2 separate regions of the Mus musculus genome follow, and region 1 is linked to region 2. A link is a contact called in public HiChIP or PLAC-seq data. All regions are on one chromosome and are shown on one strand. Each heading gives the region's core, a stretch centred on a gene start, on an enhancer-like site or on the middle of the called end of the contact. The rest is flanking DNA. Distances are from core to core; before and after follow the strand shown.

Region 1 (2,902 bases), core at 149-2,648, 230 kb before region 2:
TGATGTTTTCTGGTTCCATCCATTTACTTGCAAATTTCATAACTTTATTTTTCTTCAAGCTGAGTCGTCCACAGTGCGTATGTACCACATTTTCATTATTCCCAGATGAGCTGAAGGCTTTAGGTTGCTTTCATTCCCTATGAGTGTGAATGAAGTGGCAGCTAGCCTGGCCGAGGAGGTCTCTGAGGAGTAGGGCTGAGCGAGTCCTTTGGGCAAATGCTGAGGAGGGATTTATAGAGCTGGGGCGAATGATAGACTTATCGTTAGAGTTTTGAATATTCTTCACTCTGATTGCACAGTGGCTGGACCAGTTTGCAGTTCTTCCAGTAGTGAATGGGGTTCACTTCCCGCACATCGTTTTCCACGTCCCTGTCTTAGTTCCTGGTTGCTTTGTTGATGTTTGCCACTCTGTCTGGGTGAGATGAGTTTTGAGAGTTGTGTTGATTTGCAGTTTCCTAATTGCTGGGGCAGTGAGCAGTTTTGAGTTATTTCTTTTTGTTTGTTTGTTTTGGGGGCAGGGTCTCTCTATGTAATTCTGGCTGTCTTGAAACTATATAGACCAGGCTGGCTTTGAACTCATGGAGGTCCACTGAGTGCTGGAATTAAAGTTGTGTGCCACCATAGCTGCTCACACATGCCTTAGCCAGTTTTCGTTCTTCTTTTGAAAACTGTTTAGATCTCAAGTCAGTTTCATAGGGAATCTTTTTTTTTTTAAACTTTTTGAGTTCTTAGTATATTCAGGATTTTTATCATATGTCTCACACACACACACACACACACACAAACACTCTCACACACACACACACACACACACACACACACACACACACACACACGGCAAAGATTCTATCTCATTTTGTGGGCTTCCTGTTTGTTTATTTCTTTAGCTGTCCTGAAGAAGCTTTTTTTTTTTTTTCCTGTGATTTTTTGACCCCCCCTTTGGAGTTGTTAGAATTCTCTTAAATAATACAGTCGGCTTCCTGTGACAATCACAGTCGTTCCTCTGGATTCACCCTCAGATACAGATATGAGAAAAAAGTTACATGTGAATCAGTCAAGTCAACACATTTTGCATGGTTAAATTAAAGAAATAAAAATACTTGCGCTCCTCATATGTAGGGACGGAATAAAAAAACATTCTTCTCATCGCTTATTGGGGGAGCTAAGTCTGCTCACCTAGGCTACAAAAGAGGTTGAGGATCTTCACCATAGGGTGATGACCAGGGACACACAAAAAACGAACTCTGCACATTGAAAGAACAGTTTGGATTTGAACTGCAGTTACAGTTTGCAGTCATGTTCTAAGATCCAACACTGCAGGGCATAAAGAACCTTGAGTAGCACTTCCAGGAGCCAACTTGCTCCCTTATTGCTGCAACACCCACTTGTGATGCTAATTGTACTTTGTGGCCCATGGACCATGGCTTTTGTTACAAGCTAATCTTGAACAGTTGCTTTGGTGGCAACAGTCACCACCAATTCCTTAATCATTTAAAACGTGTTCTGGATTGACTCTAGTGGGTGAAACTAGTCTTGTAGCTATTGGCTTTTGTCTTTTAAATACTTGTTAATGTCCCTCTTCAAAACTTAGGGAATATTAGTGCCTGCAAGAACATTCTTTGATGATACCCTATAAAATGAATTCTAAATTCTTGCTAGTCCGTGTAAAAGACACACAGTCCAGGTCTTTTATTTACAAGCTGTGAGCTTAGACTGGGCAGGTTTCAGAGCTGTTCTAACTCACATCCCAGCCAATGTACCTCATGGCTATGTGCTCACAATCCATCCCCTCCTTGGACTTCTTTCTTCTCCTCTCCTTTCTATACCTGTGACCTCCAGCCAGGTATCTGAAAGCCGGCCTACCTTATACTGCCCAACCACAGGCTTTATAGCCTTTTATAGCCCAAAGAGCTTTGGGAGCAGGGTAACATAACATAATATGTTGTATGGGAGGATTTTGTCAGGGGCCAACCAGATTTGGGGGCTTAGTACTTAGCATTTGAAAATATAGCAGTACCAGACCAGTCTCCTAAACAACATTTTTTTTTGTAGTATTGAACAGAGGTTTGAATATAAAAATAAATATAAGAGCGAGTTAGGAGGAGAAGAGATGGTTCAGTAGTTTATAGAGGCCCCGGCACCTGCACCTATGCCAGGCTGCTCCCCACTGCCTGCGTCTTGGGTTTCAAGGGGACTGGCATCTTCTTCTAGCCTCTTGGGCACTTTACTCATGTGTATAAACCCACACACATACACATAATTAAAAATGTGAATACAAGCTGTACAAAATAAGAGTTTAAATGTTGTCAATTTGAGCTTAGGTCTTACATCTGGGGTACAAATACCATATTATGAAAACATAGTACTCTCTTTCAGGACTTTACAGTGAAGGAAAAGTCATGGAAGTCACTTTTTTTGGAAATCATTTAATAATTACTCAACACTGACTTGAATTGTATAAATTCACCAAGTAAAAATGAGTCCCAAGATGTAAACTGTCTATAGAAAAGAATAAGATTGTTTAAAAAGAGATCCCAGTGGAGTTTTTTTTTTTTTTTGCTTTAGATTCTAGTCTTTTCAAAACATTTTCAATCAGACACTTCAGACCTATGTAAACATTTGTGTGTGTTTTTTAAAAAGAAGATTTTATTTATTATGTATAAGTGGTCTACCTGCATATATGCCTACAGGCCAGAAGAGGGCACCAGATCTCATTCTAGGGGGCTATGAGCCACAGTGTAGTTCCTGGGAACCTCTGAGCCATGGCTCCAGCCTCCACCGTTTGTGTTCTTAATAGAACCCAGGCATGGTGGTGACACAGCTTTAATCCCAGCTACTCCTCTTCCAGGTCAGCTTGTGCTACAAAGTGATACCTTGTGTCCAAAGAAAAAAGAAACCCACA
Region 2 (2,748 bases), core at 49-2,548:
TCCAGTATTTACAACAACAAAATCCTGTTCCAGGGAATTAACGCTTTCTAATTTCTTCCAACATTAATTCAACTGCCCTTGGGATCTCTAGGCATCACAAACTTCTGATCACTGCATCCAGAATGCACCTTTGGCTTCAGAAGCTGGTTCCAACACTAATGACTTAAGAGGAGCCGAAACAAAGGTCGCAATGGCCCCATTCTCTAAAAACTCCTCTATAACGGCCATCACAATTATGCTGTATACGAGACGAAAGCTAGGCATCACCATCCAAAACATGCTGGAGACTATAAAGTATTTATTTGTGCTTACCTTTTGTGCGTTCTCTGCATCTTCAATGGCAAAATCTAGTCTGGTCTGCCTGGGGCTGATCAAGTCTTTTAGTGTTAAACAATTCACCTCCATCTGGAACACACAACTATATCAGAAAATGATTTTACATTTATTTCCCCCTACAACAACAACGACAAAATGCCACTTGTGAACATCAACTTTCCCTTCCTACAGCATTCCTGGAATTTTCCAAGAATGAAGACACCCTCCATTCCTCATTAAAACTCACACGGACAAACACTTAAAATATACTTAGGAATCACTGGAAATCTGGGAAGACGAAAAAACTGAACAAAACTGCAATCCTTTATGAAAAGCAACAGGCAAAATAGTTACCAAGGAAGGAAGGTGTTAGGCAAATGCCAAGAAAGTTACAGGGTCTCCCAGGTCAGTTAATTTTGGCGCAAAGAACCGGGAGGAATTCAACTTTGAGTGGGTTTGATCTAGGGGGTAGACTGAAACCTGATCTAGAGACCAACCCATGCGGGAAGCGCTCAGCCCCTCCCTAGGCATCTAAGCACACCCCAAGTGAAACTCTTCCCAGGGGACCCCTAAATCGTGGGGGTAGGTGGTAGTGGGGACCAGCCTCCTTCACCTAGCGCTGCAGCCAGCACAACCCCAGGGGGCACTCGGACCCGGGGCCTGTGGGACGGCATCCAGGGCGGCGGGTAACCCGTCTCCGCATTCCCGCCTCCCCATCCGAGGGGGCCGCACGCTTCCTTACTGTCGCTGCGCGATGGAGGGTCTCTCCGGGGACGTCCGCAGCCGCACGCGTGAGCGGGCAGAGCGTGTAGATCTCAGCGGCCGGCTGGCGACATGGGCAGGGCAGGGCAAGGCTCGCAGATCCTCCGCTCCACCCGCGGTGTCCGCGTAGCGACAGCGTCTCCTACCCGCCTAAGCCAAGCTCCAGCCCTGGATCGCGGTCCCCGCTAAAACACCTCCTCTGGCGCCTTGAGACTGAATTTGAGCATTCACCAATGCGCGGCGGCCGGCGGGGCGGTGCCGACCAATGGCGCGGCGGCACGGCCCGAAGCCCCGCCCCTCGCTGTCTTGGCGCTCGGCGCCGCGCCTTTCCTCCCCTTCGCCCGCCCGCCGGATTGTTGTCGCCTCGCCCCCTCCCCCTTCCGGGTACCTGGAGGCGGTGACGCGGGAGCGTTTCCCGCGGGGACGCGGGCGCGGACGCGGGAAGCCGGGGCGGGGCGGCGCGGGCCGGCGCGCTCTCCGCGGGGCGCCCTTTTGTTGTGGGGGACCGACCCACGCCGGCCCCCAGCGCAGCAGATGGAGCCGGGGAAACGATCCGCACGCGCGGGATGCTGCGGACGCCGCCCTGCCCCCAGCAACCTGCGGGAGCCGAGTTGCCGGGACCTGCCAGGGCGGCTCCCTAGCACCCGGCGCCGCCAGGTGACACGTGAACCCTGGTTAGCACCTGGGCTGCGAGCAGATGGCACGCCCGTTAGCCCTGGGAACAACCCCGGCAGCCGCACCAAAGGGGGTTTTGCAAAAGGTTTCCTGGTGTTCCCTCTCCAGAGCATTAGAGATGGTCGAGAATGTGTTATTAGACAGTTTCTAGTAAGGACTAGCTTGGGGGATGGGGGAACAGTCAAGAATATCTCTGGAATATTACTGATTTCTATTAGACCTTTCACTTCCTTCGGATTCTTATTTAAAATATGAACCTAAGGAAAGACTGCTATTTTAGGCCCCTCTTGAGAAACTCTTGTTTAGAACCGTTTTGGATTTGCACAAAAAACTGAAAAGATACTTTAAAAGAGTTCACTCACATCTAGTACCCAGTTTCAGCCACTTATGTAAGTACAAAGCACTTGTTTAAGTCACTATTTATTCAGGTTTTCTTTTTACCAAATGCTTTTTTATTTCCTGTTGGAGGACATCGCTTTTGTTCATCTCTCCTAAGCTCCTGGTTCAGTTTCTTGGGTTGATCCCCAGATTTTCCCCGAGTACTGTTATTTTGTAGGGTGCCCTCAGCTGGGATTTATAACGGCCTCTTTAACACATGCCCACGAGTATTTCCCCACTTCAACGCAAAACTATCATTCTCATTACCCCGTCTTAGCCGTTCCGTGCAAAGGCCCCACCCTTCACCTCTCAGCTCTCAAAAATGTACAATGAGCCATCAGAAGAATTCAAAATATTTACTCAAGTCCTTCGGTTTTTACTCCAGTCTGCTGGTACATTCAGCCTGAAAATGGCTACCGGACTATACCTTAGAAAAGACCAGAACGCATGTAAAACAATCCGCATGAACAAATAAACAATAGTAGCTTAAAAAAAAAGTATGTCTATGGCAAATAACAATTTGAAGACTATAGGGATAGCTCAGCCAATAAAGTGCTTGAAGGATCAGAGTTGGACCTCTGGTGCCCATGCTGGTGTGGAGGTGCCTGTGCTTGCAGC

Evidence for each region. HiChIP or PLAC-seq counts read pairs in DNA pulled down with a chosen protein or histone mark.
Region 1: an H3K4me3 HiChIP or PLAC-seq map of embryonic stem cells shows a contact between it and region 2, with 21 read pairs. The contact joins the enhancer-like site here to the promoter of E2f7 in region 2. A contact is called at or near these places in 15 of 39 promoter capture datasets (the 3T3-L1 cell line, 3T3-L1-derived adipocytes, the C10 cell line and 9 more), 1 of 15 datasets of contacts at CTCF or cohesin (the NIH/3T3 cell line), 2 of 484 Hi-C or Micro-C datasets (cortical neurons and muscle stem cells), 10 of 115 datasets of contacts at active chromatin or transcription factors (astrocytes, embryonic forebrain, embryonic limb bud and 3 more) and 3 of 9 other capture datasets (adipose tissue, embryonic stem cells and liver).

The regions. Positions count from the first base shown.
Region 1 is chr10:110,976,072-110,978,973 of GRCm38.p6, reverse strand. All of the region lies in intron 3 of Zdhhc17 (zinc finger, DHHC domain containing 17), which reads left to right. Among named protein-coding and RNA genes, the nearest start is that of Zdhhc17, 33 kb to the left of the region's middle. Within about 2 kb of position 1,398, at least 5 of the 459 cell types and tissues checked have an H3K27ac peak or open chromatin away from gene starts, as enhancers often do. A contact at or near this core is called in embryonic stem cells, where this site is marked.
Region 2 is chr10:110,743,989-110,746,736 of GRCm38.p6, reverse strand. It overlaps E2f7 (E2F transcription factor 7), which reads right to left and starts at 1,298. Exons shown (of 13, transcript NM_178609.5): 1 at 1,058-1,298; 2 at 313-405. The coding sequence starts at 405.